2 separate regions of the Rattus norvegicus genome follow, and region 2 is linked to region 1. The links are chromatin contacts, called in public Hi-C maps. All regions are on one chromosome and are shown on one strand. The core of a region is the stretch at or near the end of the contact, and the rest is flanking DNA. Distances in the headings are between cores, read along the strand shown.

Region 1 (7,844 bases), core at 1,578-4,077:
TGGGGTCCATTCCAGCGCTCATCCGGTGGGAGGAATCGGCTCCCTCAAGTTAGCCTCAGATGTGTCACTCCCCAACACATCAACACATGTAGTAAACATTTTATAAATAAATAAAAACAAAATTAGGGAAAATTATTCTCATGATAGCACTTAAGAGAAGAAAATACGTGCTCGCTTCAGCAGCACATATAGTAAAAAAAAGAGAGAGAGAGAGAAGAAAATACTCAGGGATAAGTTAACAAAAGAAGTATACAGTCTACTTTTGAAATTATCAAAAGTATACATACAAAGACCAAAAAGGTTAGTTGTTCCGTGTTCATAAATTATTATTTAGTATTAGCAGACCGCTCTCCATGGCAGCTGTACCGTTCCGACACTGCAATAGTCAGTGTATTAAAAAAAGATCCAAGGTGTCTGTTCTCTTCTTGATATTTGTTATTTTCTACTTTAAAGAAAAAGACAAAAACCTTCAGTAGCCACTAGAATGGGTGTGGAATGGTGTGTAACTGAGGCTTTGATGTCCCCTCTCTGATAACTAATGACTATGACGTTTTCCCAAGTGCCAGCCACTCACGAGTCTGCTGCCTTCGAAAAACAACTGTTTGTGTTTTTGCTCATTTCCGTTCTGTAGGTTGTTTTGAACGTTGGGCTGTAATAGCTCTTTGTGTAGTCAAGATTCAAGTCCCCCATCAGATGCTTTCCTTGCAAAGCTTTTTTTTTTTTTTTTTTTTTTTTTTTTTGGTTCTTTTTTTTTTTTTTTTTCCGGAGCTGGGGACCGAACCCAGGGCCTTGCGCTTCCTAGGCAAGCACTCTACCACTGAGCTAAATCCCCAACCCCCTTGCAAAGCTTTCTTATCTCCTTGGCTCCTGTTCTCATGTTCTTACAGAGCACCCCACTGTCTCAGCTACTTAGGAGGCAAGGGTTGAACGTGGGAAGTGAAATTTACCCACCTTTGTCATATATATATGATCAGTTATATTTTGATATTGATTTTGGATTATTTTCTCAAGTTCTGCCAAGATGTCCAATGGGAATTTCATATGAATTACTTTTGATTTTATCTGTCAAATTGTGAATCTTTGCCTTCTAATTCTTTCCGCCCCCTCTTTTAAAAATAAAAATAAAAAAGGTTGGCCAGGCTCAGTCTAGCATGCAAAGTGATGATAGGGAAGAGATGTTTGCAGGGCCCCACACTCAGGGCCCCCCAATTAATGTGCACAGCTCGGCCCTTTCAGTTTGTGGAAGACCCCAGTCTTTCCTTAGCATAGCAGAAAGCTTGCCTGCTGGTAAATACAGCTTCATGCTGATGCTGATGCCTTATTCCTAGATAACATCTGGGGCACTGACAGGAGACGGTGGCCTCCAAAGGATCAACTCAGTCTTGTGGACACAGCACCCAGCTGAGATGGGCTGGTGGGGCAGCTCAGAGAACCAGAGTGTGGGTACCTCCCAGCTACCTGTAAAGCCATTTCCAGGAAATGCAGTGCCCTCTTCTAGCCTCTGGTTCACACACACACAGATACACTGGTACAGGTAAATAAAATTAAGTCTTGTGGTTTTTGTTTTTTTTTTTTAAAGAATGGAAGCAATTACTAGTCTTCTCCTAAGTCACCATATAAGGTGATGAAATTTTGCTTTTTTGTTTTGTTTTTGGCTGGCCTGGAACTTAACCTTTGAACTTGTCGGGGGTCCTCTGACCTCTGCAGATGGTGGAAGTTTTAACTAAAGAGTGACAGGTAAATATGGGGGTACAGTGTCACCTCTGTGTCTATGTGTGTCTCTGTTCAGAGAATTAAGCCAGGTGTGGTGAGCTAGCAAGAGGGTCAGGAGCCAAGGCCAACCTGGGTACACAGTGAAAGCCTGTCTCAAATACGAGCCACCAGCAATAACGACAACTATAAAAACGTTCTCACTGACGCTGAATTTTTACTCTGAAACTCTGATCTGCTTTTCATCCCATTTTGAAATTATTCCCCACACCAAACTCATACTTCGAAGTAAACAAGTTCTTAACAGTTATAGGCCCTCTGGGGAATTCTCATGGACTGAGGGGGGAAAAAAATCTCACTCGATAAGCTTCTTAAATTATACATTTGATATATGTATGTATAAATTTTAATTGGACAGACTCATACTTTTTACGAAGACAAGTGGCCTTTTACTTTTAGCTTAGTTTTATTTTTTCTCTTGAATTTGGGAGAGACAGTACTTCTTTACCCCACCCCACCCCCACTCCACCCCAACCCGACCCCGGTTCTGAGAACATCCTCCGTTTCTTCAAAGGCTGATGAGCTCAAAGAGACAGGAATTTCTCCTGCAGGATACAGAAGGGGCTTGGGTGGGAAGACTTGGCCACCATGCCATGGGTCGAAGGGGCAGCCTCGTCTTCCGCTGCCTCTGTGTGCAAATGTGCGTTCTGGGTTTGCGCCGGCTCGTGGCAACCGCTTCTTGTTTCCAAACTTCTCACTGTCGTCTGTGCCTTTAAATCTCTCCTCATGTGTGGGAGACTCATTCTCAGCCACGAAAAGCCAGCGTTGACATGACAGTTTCTGTTGTTTTGTCCTGCAGGCTAGCAAGCATTCATGGATTGGCCAACACAATGCTTGCTGGACCTTGCTTCCTGTCTGGTGACCCAGCTCCCCTGAATCTCAAATAAATGTTTCTGTCAGGAGACTGAGCACCCAGCTGTGCAAATTGGTCACAGATGTAATTGAATTTGCCCTCTGCCCTGGAAGAAAACATGCCTGTGGTTGGGGGGTTTAGATCTGCAAATGAAACACATCACTCCTGACTTTGGGTAACAGCCGTGACGCCCAAAATAAACTGCCACAGAGACTCCATGGTGTCACCAGATATCCTGGATTGTTGCTACCCGGAATCCAGGCTGGTCAACCAGTTACCCAAACCGGACTATTTCATTGGCTGGTCGGGCGTGGTCATAAATCATGCTTTCCCATTGGCTCCTGTAACTCCCAAACCTGTCTGCAAGCCCCTCGCTGGTATCCACAGAACCCGTGCCAGGACAGCCACACTGCCCTGCTCGCCCTCAGCAGCTGCTGGAATCTAATTAAAATAAATACGGCAGTGTGCTGCGGCAACGCGCCCAGCACCTCAGGGTTAATCCATCCACACAACCTTTCTGGAGAGTCTGGCACAGAAATTCAACCCCAGAGACCACTGCGGGAAGCACTGAATCTGAAACCAACGAGGACGTAGGGGTTGTACCCATCTGAACCTCTCGGGGTGGGAAAAGGACAGATACTGGTCTGTCTGTCTCGGAGACTGCCACAGAGGATCTTGCCTCGTAGCGGTTTCTTTTAAGTGGCTTTGCAGATGCAGACATTGAGGACCAGGCACCAGGGCTGTGTGTTCAGGAGCTGCTGGGGTAACTGCTCTCCATGAAACTGAAGACTGACAGAAGTCATTGAACAGAGCTCATGGAACTTTCCAGAGAGCTGGCCAAGGGATATGGGCGTTGAGACTGATTTGGACTTTTTAGTGACACCTAGCATGAGGAACTCAGTTCATCTGGCTTTAAGTGCCAATCTACCCTGTTAACTCTGTCACTTTAAGGGTTATCCACCTATGGTCCTCAAATCCTCCTCCTCCTCCTCGTCCTCTTCCTCCTCTTCTTCCTCCTCCTCTCCCTCCTGATCCTCCTCCTCTACCTCCTCTTCCTCCTCCTCTCCCTCCTCTTCCTCCTCCTCTTCCTCCTCTTCCTCACCCTCCTCTTCCTCTTCCTCCTCCTCTCCCTCCTGATCCTCTTCCTCCTCTCCCTCCTCATCCTCCTCCTCCTCCCTCTCCCTCCTCCTTTCTCTTCCTCCTCTTTCCTGCATCCCCCACCCCCATTCCTCTTTCCTTGTTTTCTTCATTAAGATGGGCTGTTCCTATGCTGCTCATACTGGCTTAAAACATCACAGCTATCCGTCTGCCTCAGTCTCCGGGTTTTGGAATTATAGGCATTCGCCACCAAACCCAGCGTTGGTTTCTTCATTTATAAATGGGAAAATAAAAATCCACAGTTCATAGCATTTCAGGGAACCACCAGGTAATCCTGATTCATATGAAGTGCTTTTCAGACACTGTGGGAAAGAGGAGAATGGGGGACAGGGGATGTGGAGAGGAGAAAGGAAAGAGCAGGAAAGCTTTTGCCGAATGGTTTAGCTCAGAGCTAGTGTTCTGTGGAGAAAACTGAACAAAAGGATATATGATGACACATGCAGAGACTTATTATGAGATACAGGGAATACACATACATGCATACACACATACACACATACATACATGTATTCACACATACATACGCATATGCACGCATACACATGCATACATACCTATACACATGCATACATACATACACATACTTATACACACTTGCATATACACATACACATATGTATACACATATACACATATGCATACATACACACAGACACATGCACACATGCATACACATACATATACACACATACCCATGCATAACACATGCATACATACATATACATGCATATACACATGCATACATACATACATGTATATACATAAACACATATGCATACATACACACAGGCAGACACATGCACACGCATACACATACATATACATACATATATAACACATGCATACACACATGCATATACGTATACACACACATATTGGAACACTGTTCAACCTTTACAAAGTAGGGAGAAGTAGAAAATTGTCCAGTATGAAGTGATCTGGATAAGCCTTGGGTTATTACAGTATATGAAATAAACAAGTCGCAAATGTGTGATACTCAGGTATGAGGCAGCTAAAAAAATCAAATGTGTAGAATCAAGGAATAGAATGTGCTTGGCAGGGCCTGGGGAGGGGAACATCAGCATAAGTGGTCAAAAATGAAAAGGCTCACTGTAACTATAGTTACCAATAGTGTAATTCTCCTGCCTCAGCCTGCTGATTATGTAGATTGCAGAGAGGCAGCACCATACCTGGGCTGACTTTGCTCTCTCATTAATAATTGAGGGTAGTGGGGCATTGGGGGAGGGGTGAAAAGAGTGAGATGCGTTTCTGTGAGGGTGAGACCAGGTGAGGGACACAGTGACAACCTTGGCGTGAGGACACATCAGGTCTATCTGGCAAGAATGTCCTAAACGCTGGCAGACCGAGTAATGCCTCACATGAAATTAACAGCAATTGCTTGCATTAGCTTTTGAACACATTTCTGTGCTGCTGTGCATGCCAACGTGGCCAATTTTAAAGATGGAAACATCTTGTTTCAGAGATAAGCTTGGGGGAAAAAAAAGTTGAGGAATTCTGGGAGCATATGCCGAAGTCAGGGCTTACGGCCAGATCTGAATAGTGTTTCAGTGTCTTCAGAGTGAATGGTAAAGCCTTTGCTTCTCAGTGGTCCTCAAACACCGTCACATGCCATGTACTTTGAGAGTCCTCACCTGCGCGCACCAGGAAGCAGACTCTGCCTCACCTCCCAACAGGTAAGGCAGACTGGCCTTTCGATGAAGGACCCAGTGATCCTCTCTCAAGAGCCTGTTTTCCTGTCTCCTCAACTGTGCGGAAAGAAAACACGTTTGTTTGTTTGTTTGTTTTGTTTGTTTGTTTTGAGCTGGAAAGTTTTTGAGAGTCCGCCAAAGATCAGCTTCCTCATTTCAAAGAAGGGAAAAGACTGGATCCCTCTTGGAAGATGGAGAAAGAAAAAACAAGCTTCCTTCCCCCCCCCCCCCACCAATGCCGTTTCTGGTAAATGCCACATCACAATCATCAGAGGGCGAAATGACAACAATTGGGCTTAACCATCTTAATTGGCTTTATTTCCCATTCAGGAATTGAGCAAAAGCTTTAGTCTGTGAAAGCAGAACAAAGGGTTGGCAAAGAACAGAAACAAAACCTAAATTGGATTAGCCTAGGGGAAGCCATTTTCCTTATAAGGTGATAACGGGGGTGGGGGCACGGGGAGGCCTCTAGAGCAACAAGCAAACCACCAGTTGGCTAGCACCACATGCTTCTGGAAACCCAGGTTGGGATAGAGGAGTTAGGCAGGGGAAATTTTATTGTCACTTGAAACTGACCTGCTTGGGACATTTGGTTGCTAGCTCTGATTTCTGGACGCTGATTTTTTTCTCTTTTTGAAAGATTAGCTAAGGAACTTAGTTTTAACTTGCCAACATGAAACATTAGCATGAGTCAGTCCATTTTGATTTTCATCCTGGTGCGTGCAAGACCGTCTCCTGGTAACACTGACTCACCAATGTGTACGTTTATTATATGCATATAATATGCATATATTTTAGTTATTTTCTTGTTCCTGTAACAAAACTACCTGACAAGGAGGATTTCGGCTCACAGTTTGATGGTGAAACCTTGGCAACAGGAGTACGAGGCCGCCGATCCTGTTAGGTGCACGGTCAGGAAGCAGGGACAGGAATGCTGGCGACTGCTTGCCTTCTTCCATTCATTCAGCCCCACGACCTTAGTCAATGGGACAGCACACCTAGCAGAATGGAAGCCCCTTCCCATGGAGGGAGGCCTTGTGAAGAAGCTGAGGGACTTTGACAAAGATCTAGAGGCAGGGAAGCCACACCACCCATCCTGTACCTATTGTCAGTGGAGGGAGACTACATGGGGAGAAGCCCCTGCCTGCCTGGGTGGTGTCAGCAGGGCCTCAGAGAGCAGATCAGTAGGAGATCCTGTTGTCCTGGTTGGTTGGTAAGCAAGCCTGAGGGAATTTTCTTGAGTGGTGATTGGTGGGCGGTGCCCGCCATAGCGGGTGGTCCTGGTGTGTCTGAGAAAGAAGGAGAGGCAAGCCAAGAGGAGGCATGCTTTCAATATTCCTCTGCTTCTGCTGCTGCCTCTGGTTCCTGCCCTGACTCCCCTCAGTGATGGAGAGTGACCTGAAACAAACCCTTCCCACTGCCTCCACCCCGACTTGATTTTGGTTACAGTGTTTATCATAGAAACAGAGAACCTTACCACCACTCCTGCAAGGGCAACCCAGGGATAAGCTAGGTAATCCAGGAGAAGATATTTGCAAGTTGAAAATCAGACAGAGGATGAACATATAAAATGGTTAAGAGATCACAACGTCCATGCTTTAGAAAAAAAAATTAGCAAATGGCTAAAGGACCTGAACAGATATTTCACAGAGGAAGAAGATGTATGAAGGGCAAACGAGTGTATGAGAAGCTGTTCAACATGATTTAACTATCAGAGAAATGCGAATTCGAAGCACAGACCATCCACCCAAAACAACCAAGCCAGTGCTGGGGCTGGGGGTGTAGCTCAGCATGGGGAGGACTCGCCTGGCAGGCACCTCACCTCTGGGTTTGATCCCCAGCACCAGATAAACTGCTTTAGCCAAGTTGCAGATACCCAAAGACAACCCAGGCGCCAACTCCGACGCAGAGCACATAAGGGTCTTTATTACGAGCTCTCAGACTCTCACTGTGCAGCCGGTCAGAGTGAGAGCCCCGAGCCGAGCGGTACAGGGTGTTTATTGTGGTTACAGAAAACTTGGGGAATTTCCATACGGGTCAGCGAGTTAATATTTTAAAAACTGCATTTCTGGCCTAATCTGCAGGAACCAAACAGGAGGGCAGAACCACCTGACCAACAGGATGGTCGGGTTATCTATTCTCTGAGGGATCGCTTAGGTTATCTCCGTGTACCTTGACCCCGCTGTTGTAGCCTGATGCTGTTGCTGGGGGTGGGTGGCGGAGTGGCAGGGGGTGTTGCCATAGGATGATTGCCCAGGAGAACTCTGTGATTTCTGGAATCCTCGGTCTTGCACAAAATAGAGTTTATCCAAAAACAGAGTTGGTTGGGAATTACAAAACCAGGTGTGACACCT
Region 2 (7,844 bases), core at 2,035-4,534, 73 kb before region 1:
ACACACACACACACACACACACACACACACACACACAAAACCAAGACTGTTGACAAACTTTTTGATGTTCCACTGTTGGCAATAAAATATCCGTGTTAAATGCTGTGATTCTACACTAGCTCTGTCTGTGTAGTGAATGAACACAGCCTCGACCACTCAGTTTAAAGAGATGGCTTCACTGAGGCAAGCCATGCTGTACCGAGGGTATCTCGACACTTCATTAAGAGGAGATAGCAGGGTACAGTTGCCCTCTGCAGACCACTAATCAGCAGGCAGGTTTAATATGCAGGGGTGGTTAATTTACCAGTCAGTATCAAACCAGGCAGGCTGCCAAACCAGGCAGGGGTGTAGCAAAAAGGCCTAGGTACCACAGGGGGTCCTAGGTTCCAGGAAGATGGCATCTTTCTAAAGAGGAACGTTGGCTTGGTTCAAATGTTATGTAGATTGGTAGAACAGCTAATCTGGTCTTGGGCTGGCATAGATTATAGATGGAGACAGCAGGTATTTCCAGCAGATGTTTTACCATCCCGTGAATTGAAAATGAAAAGCGAAACGAATGAATGCGTTCTGGAAGTAAGTCTGAAATAATAATCACCTTCGTAGAGACTCGTGCCTTTCTGGGGCTCTCCGTTCTTCACGATGAATTTTGCTAACATTTTCAAAACCAGAGATTAGGAAAGTATACATTTCATTCACGACGGTGAATTCTATACCATCCCCTGCTGGCAGGCTCTTTGTGCTCTCCTGACTTGGCCACATTTTCGGAGCTCTGTGGTCTCTGTTAGGGACAGTTCAAATTACTTAAAGTTAACCAACATCTGGATTCTCCCTGCTCCCACCCCAGAAAGCAGCCCCAGTACATAAACTCCATGAGCATTGAATTGAATGTCCAGAGAAATGTCATTATCTTGGACATGCATCTCTCAAGATTTCTGTGTTGGGGCAGCAAGGATCTAACCTCCCCAGTTCCTGACCCCAGCTCACCACTTTCCTCTGGAAAAGCCTTCTCTAGCACTGCCTGGGAGGCTGCATTCTCCTGAGGCATCACCTATCTTTCTTTTAGAGCATTTACATGCTTCTAACGTTATAGCTACTTGCGTTCGTTGACAGTCACTCTGATACTATAAATTCCAACCAAATTGATCAGCACCGTATCCACAGAGTCTAGCAAACCTGCACTGTGTAAAAATCTGGTTAATCAATAAATTAAGAATTTCCAAGTCTGGAGCTAGGGATGGGTTTAGAACACCATTGCTTTTGCAGAGGATCCAGATTTGGTTCCCAACAACCACATGGTGGCTCACAACCACCTATACAGCTCATTTCCAGACACCCAACTCCCTTTTCTGGCTCTGAGGACATCAGACATGCACATAAAATAAAAAGAAAAAAAATATCAAAACAAAATCAAAGCAAGCTTATGAAGCCACATACAGACTCAAAGCAAATGGGCTGTGGTCATTCCAAACCAATCCAGGACCAGTCAGACTGGTCCTAGACGGGGTCTGGAAGGCATGTTCAAAGTCTCGCTTAGCATCAGTTTGGGTGAAGGTTGCTTCCATAATTTACCTCTGCATAATTAAGAGTGAGTGCGTTCTGCATGAGATTGCATTGCGGCCAGTGCGTGTCTGTTACAGAGGTTCCTGTCACCATTACAGAGGCTCTTCACACTGTATGTGCAAAACAGCAGAATCAGCCTCCCTCTCCCATCCCCAACTCTCCCCTGTCTTCCTCTCTCCCCCCCACTCCCTTCCCTGCTTTTATTTGCCAAAATATTAAATAGGACCTGGGAAAGTTAAAGAAATGAACAAAAATAAAATAAAATAAAATAAAAGCATACGTATTTCCAAAGAAATTGTAAATTGAATTTCTGAATCCTACTTAAAAGTTTTTCTGAGCACCTTCAGCCCATACAAAGAGCATTTCTTTAAAATGGTATTTCGTGTATTTGTTTGTGTGTGCGAGTAAGTTAGAAGCATGTGGTGTGTGTGTGTGTGTGTGTGTGTGTGTGTGTGTGTGTGTGTGTGTGCGCGCGCCGTCTCTCTCAGGACTGGAAGTCTCTCTGTGGCAATCCTCAAATCATAATTGCTTTAGGACCTAAGGAGGAACATTTTTAAAAGTGATTCCACTTGGAGCTTGAAAAAGATCCCCGGAAGCCCAGGAAGAGATCTGACTTAGTAACTCTGATAGCCATCTGCCTCTGACAGGTTTTTCAGCTGTCAGCCCTCCCTCCATGAAGTAGGCCTAATGGTCTGATCTCGCTGAAGCTCTTTCCCCACTGGCATTCGGAACCTGAGCCCTGGTGTTGTTTTCTCAGCCTCGTGAAGTGTTTCAGACATCGAGGAAAGTTGAGGGTTTTTATCATGAACACCCACATAGTGCCCCCCCTCCCCAGAACCTACTATTAAGTTTGATATGTCTACTATCCATCAACTGGTTTCTTGATTCATTTTTAAACAAGTCACACATAAGCACCCTTCCTCCTAAATACTTTGGCGTGCTTACCACTAAGTAGAAACTGCTTGCATGTGCTTCTTTTTCCTTTTAGCTAAAACATACGTAGGATAACACACTGATCATATCTCTTAATGAGATTCAATGGGTGCATGCTTAAACAACACCTCTGCTGAGGTTAAGGACAGCAGGCAGCATCCCCATCTCAGGGAGTCCCTCACCTTTCTGCAGACACTGTCCCCTCTCACTACCCACTGCTGTGGTTCTCCACTCTAGCTTTCCTCTGCCTGTTTAGCTTGATGCACAGGGAGTCTTCCATAGGCTGTGCTTTATGTCCGCCTTCTTTTACCCACCGTCGATTTCTGTCTCGGTCCACGCATGCTCTTGTAGGCATGTGTGGGGTTTTCGTCACTTGTTATCTCTTCTGCTTTCTGTTTGCTTTGCTTTGTTATGTGGGGATCCAGTGTGGCCCTGAACAGTCTAGGTTAGCACTCTGACAGCCTGCTTTCTTTCTCCCTATTACTGGATAGTACTCTGTACTGTTTGTTGATCCACAGTCCTGCTGGCGAGCGCCCATTGTCCATGAGTAAGGCTGCTATGAACATTCTAATACAAGCTTTTTTTTTTTCTTCTTGTAGACACATGTGTTTTCGTTTTCCTTGAGTAAATACCCAAGAATACAATAGCTGGGTCCTGATTGTTTAGTTGTGTGAGTTACTGCCAGACACCCCCCCCAACCCCCACTCCGTGGCATCTGTACTGTTCCGTTCTCCCACTCCCACTCCCACTCCCAAGAATGTCAGGAAGCCGAGCGTCTCACGTCCCTGCCAGCCTTCTGGTGGATGCATGGTGGTAGAGCATTGTGGTTTTAATTTGCATTTCTCTGATGATTAATGATGTCTGTCAGATTTTCATGTCTTACTGGCCTCTCCTGCATCTCCTCTGGTGAAATGTCCAAGGCCCCCATTTTGATCATTAGCCTTAACTTTGGGCGGCCCGCATTCCTTGTATATCCTAGATACCAGCTCATTGTAAGATCTGAGTTTTATAAATATGTTTCCCCTGTGCCTTGTCTGCTATCCTCATGCCTTTTGGTGAGTTGGAGGTTTTCACTCTGGTGAGGTCTAGTTTATTCTTTTACTTTTCCTTTCTTTTTCTGGACTTTATTCAATATGTCCTGAAAAGTCTTGTTTCCCCCTAGCCAGGAAGGCACTCTTAGGTTTCGCCTTCAAGCCGGTATGGTTTTAACATCTACATGTAGGACTATGCTCCATCCTGAACTAATTCTGTTTTACGAGAATGTTACAAGATTAAAAACAAAACAAAACGGAAAAAAAAAACTCTCATAGCAATTCCTGTTTCCATTTGGTCGTTTTTAAATATAACTTGGCAGTCGGAGTTTGGTTTAAAATAAACCGACACGGTTAAGTGACTCCTTGGACAGAGATGGGATGCTTGGGATGCTTGATTGTCATGGGGTCTGCCTGGGGTGAGTGGCTGTTCAGACAATACTTCCCAGGCATGTGCTTCAGGGGGAATTATGGTTCAGTTATTAGCAACCATGTTTTCGAAAATAACTACTTAGCCATTCTGAAGTCGTGCTGGATTCACGGCTTACATTTTGAACACAAGGCTGAAGCTAGTTACTTTATATTTGTTCTCAAACGTTCTTCAAAATGGCGTAGCGGGCCAGATTACTGGGTGACTGTGGCCAACGGTAGCCATTTTAGTTACCTGTCTGTTGCCATGACCAAGGCAACTTAGTAAAGAAAATACTTAGCTTGGGGGCTCACAATTCCATGTGACCTTTGCAGCAGGAGCATGGCAGTAGGCAGACGGGCATGGTGCTGGAGCAGAAGCTAATAACACGTAGCATGCTGATCCATAATCAGGAGAGAGAGAGAGAGAGAGAGAGAGAGAGAGAGAGAGAGAGAGAGAAGGAGGAGGAGAGGAGAGGAGAGGAGAGGGAAGAGAGGGGAGGAGAGGAGAGGAGAGGAGAGGAGAGGAGAGGAGAGGAGAGGAGAGGAGAGGAGAGGAGAGGGGAGGGCGCACTAATAGGATGGCATAGGCTTTTGAAACCTCAAAGCCTATTCTCAGTGAGGCATCTCCTCCTAATCCTTCCCAAACAGTTCCTCCAACTGAGAGCCAAACATGAAACACAGGAGCCTGCAGCGGCCATTCTCATTTAAAGCATCCCAGCAATCTACACAGGAGCTTCCACTCAGCTTCTGGAAAGTTCTGTTGTGAATACCAGAGGGTTTTTCTGTGAGATTGCTGGTCTTCAGACAAATATATATTAAGAATATTAACCTTATGTGTATGAGTGCCTGCATGCATGTATATATGTATGTATGTGCACCACATGCACGCTTACTGCCTACAGATCTAAAACCCTGGTCCTCTGCAAGAGCAACAAGAGCTCTTAACTGCTGAGCCATCTCTCCAACCCCTGTAAAGGCACGGATTTTAAAAGAGAAATTGTTGGAGAATTTTGAAGCAAAACTATAATAAGAGTGTGTGCTTTGTGGTCATTCAAGAGGACATAGTAGATAAAGGTGTTTGCTGCCAACCTGGCCTGAGTTCAGTCTCTGAGGCCAGCATGGTGGAAGGAGAAAACTGACCCATAGGCTGCCCTTTGGCCTCCAAAACTGCACTGCGTCACTCACCCACAGATATGCAATAAGTGAACAAGTAATTGTAATTTTAAAAGACTTTGCTTCTTTTTCCAAATTGAAATCCGACGTCTCAAATTGGTGTATGGGTGCTTTGCCTACACATACACACACACACACACACACACACACACACACACACACACAGGCACTACACGAGTGCCATTGCCCAGAGATGCTATTAAGATGACATCAGATCCCCTAGATCTGGAGTTAAAGGTGGTTGCTAGCCACCATGTGAGAGCTGGGAATTGAACCTGGGTCCTCTGAAAGAGGTGCCAGTGCTCTTAAGCACCGAGGCACGTCTCCAGCCCCTCATCCTCTTCACAGCATGTGCAAATTCATTTGTACCTACGATGCCAACACTCGACTTAACTAGAATGATGCACCCTGGGCCCCACAATGTGGTCCATATACTAGAAAGATACCCATTTTCTTAGTAACTGGGTAAAACTTTAAACACTAATTTCTAAGGGTAGCCCTAGGAATGTATAGGATATGTAGTATTAGCTTGTGTTCATGAACATTTGCTTAAGACAAAGTAGGTATTTTCATCTTTATTTTTTCTTCCCCGGAGCTGAGGATCGAACCCAGGGCCTTGTGCTTGCTAGGCATGTGCTCTACTACTGAGCTAAATCCCCAACCCTAAAGTAGGTATTTTCAAAGCCTTTCTTTTGTGTGTGGTTCTGTGTTGTAAACTATATGGAACTAGATAGGTTATCCACTTGTGAGATGTGCTTTTAAAAAAATATTCTCTACAGGCCTGACTTCTTTGACTACATCTGCTTGTTTTGATATTATTGGTAACTTTTGATCACTTCCATTAAAAAAAGAAAAGAAAGGAAAGAGTAAAGGGGCAAAATGCAGGAGGAAAGATAGTTACAAGTCAGATGTGTAAGGCAGGAAGCTAATACGAGAACGAGTCCTCAACTCAAAGCCACTCACAAATCTGAGCCCTCCCTCAATTCCCTGTTGGAAATATGTCTTTGTGCACTGCCATCTTCCCTCTTGGAAAGAACACACTGATAGATCTTCTGATAGCTCATCAGAGCTGGTGACCTTGGCTACCTCTGCTCCATCACACTGGTGCCTGGACCCGTGTCACCCAGAAACCCACCTGTGGACGAAGTCTTTGATAGGATATGTGCCTTTCCCCCAAAGACTGTATGTTCCTTCAAAGGCAGTAACAAAAACCAACAACTATCAGACATGTCCATCCCATAACTCCAGTGTGGGGCAGGGCACAGACCCCTCTATTCACTTGAGAGCCACAAAAATGCAGAAAGAAGCCTGCAGTGAGGAGGAAGAGGAGGACAAGAAGGTAGATGGAGAGGAGGAAGAGGAGGACTGCCAGTACCTGCTGGATGTTGTCGAGCACAGTCCAGCCTCAACTGGCTGGAGACCACCAGTGTACCCCACCCCCATGCCTTCGTTCCAGTTCTCAGCTACTCCTGGGGACGGGTGAGCATTGCTCTAGGCTCCTAGCCTCCTGTTTACGTTGGGCCACCATTTCTTTCCTTTGCTTTTGGCAGCTGTCCCTCCAGAAGTAGGCGTAGAGAGATTTGGAAAAAGAAATTGAATAAATTTGAAAAGTCGTCTTTGGCAGCTCTCTGTGCTGTTTAATAAAGCAGGAAGCAGCTTCGAGCTTGACGGTAGGAAAATAAGTCGAAAGAGACCTTTACACGCATAGTCATTAAATCGAGAAGGCTCAGTTTGTGGTGCTAATCTTAAAATCTTTTGGCACATGGTTTCTTCTTGAACATAAGCATCGATTCCAGCTTTAGGGCCCAGAAAACATACGCTGGTTATATAGGCAGATGTATGTCAAGATTCCATTTTCCCTGTGAGCAACACCAGCTTTTTTGAGAATTTTAGACCCGCATCTTCTTCCTCTTCCTTCCTCTTCTTCCCCGCTTTAAGACAGAGTCTTACTCTGTAGACCAGGCTAGCCTGGAACTCATAGAATTCTACCTGCTACAGCTTTCAGAGCTAAACGTATGGACTACCACAGGCTATCTGTATAGATATTTTAAACCTTTATCATTACTGAAAATGCAAAAAGACTGAACTGAATTTTTCTTAGTTTAGAAAGAAAAGGGCTCTTGCCAGCCTGGTAGTTTGAGATTCTCCACACAGCCCCTTGCATTCGTCACCCCTCTTGTCCTAAGTCCTGTCCTTACCTTTCTCATGCCAGCCCCTTGAGTGACAAACTCAGGCGTGCAGCAAAAGCAGAAGCAGGGTTGCCAGGCGGGACAGCGAGGAGCTGAGCTTACTCTGGCTTCCGAGCCTCACCAATGGCTGGAATTCATTATTGTGCCTGTAACCCCATGGGAGAGACTACCGAGAGTCATCAAAAGAGACAAAGTGTATGGCCTCGCCTCTGTGGCGACTCAGAGAACGCCTCTTCAGGATTTCGGACAATAAAAACAGTATCTGAATTTCCCCCGGAATTTCTGTGGCATGCATACCTTATAGTGAATGAATGTAGAGCGTAATGTTAGGGTAGGCTGGAATAGAGCAAACCAGGGGATGGGATATGAAATAAACACAGACACACCGTGCTTTACTCTGACTCATGGAGCTCTCTGATGTTAGAGGCCATTAAGCCCGCCCAGGTGCGACGAGGTGTTGTAACTTGTTATGTAACTTAACTAGGAAACAGGTGGGCTGTACGCAAGGCAGATCAAAAGGTGACTGAGGGAATGGACAGGAAGGAAG

Evidence for each region. Hi-C and Micro-C count contacts between places; a contact is called where the count stands out from the background.
Region 2: a contact with region 1 is called in a Hi-C map of Schwann cells, with 6 times the contacts expected there. The contact joins two enhancer-like sites. A contact is called at or near these places in 2 of 12 Hi-C or Micro-C datasets (Schwann cells and mammary epithelial cells).

The regions. Positions count from the first base shown.
Region 1 is chr17:19,429,169-19,437,012 of GRCr8, reverse strand. No RefSeq gene overlaps it. Among named protein-coding and RNA genes, the nearest start is that of Gmpr, 37 kb to the right of the region's middle. Within about 2 kb of position 2,827, at least 12 of the 93 cell types and tissues checked have an H3K27ac peak or open chromatin away from gene starts, as enhancers often do. A contact at or near this core is called in Schwann cells, where this site is marked.
Region 2 is chr17:19,502,416-19,510,259 of GRCr8, reverse strand. All of the region lies in intron 2 of Mylip (myosin regulatory light chain interacting protein), which reads left to right. Among named protein-coding and RNA genes, the nearest start is that of Mylip, 8.1 kb to the left of the region's middle. Within about 2 kb of position 3,284, at least 11 of the 93 cell types and tissues checked have an H3K27ac peak or open chromatin away from gene starts, as enhancers often do. A contact at or near this core is called in Schwann cells, where this site is marked.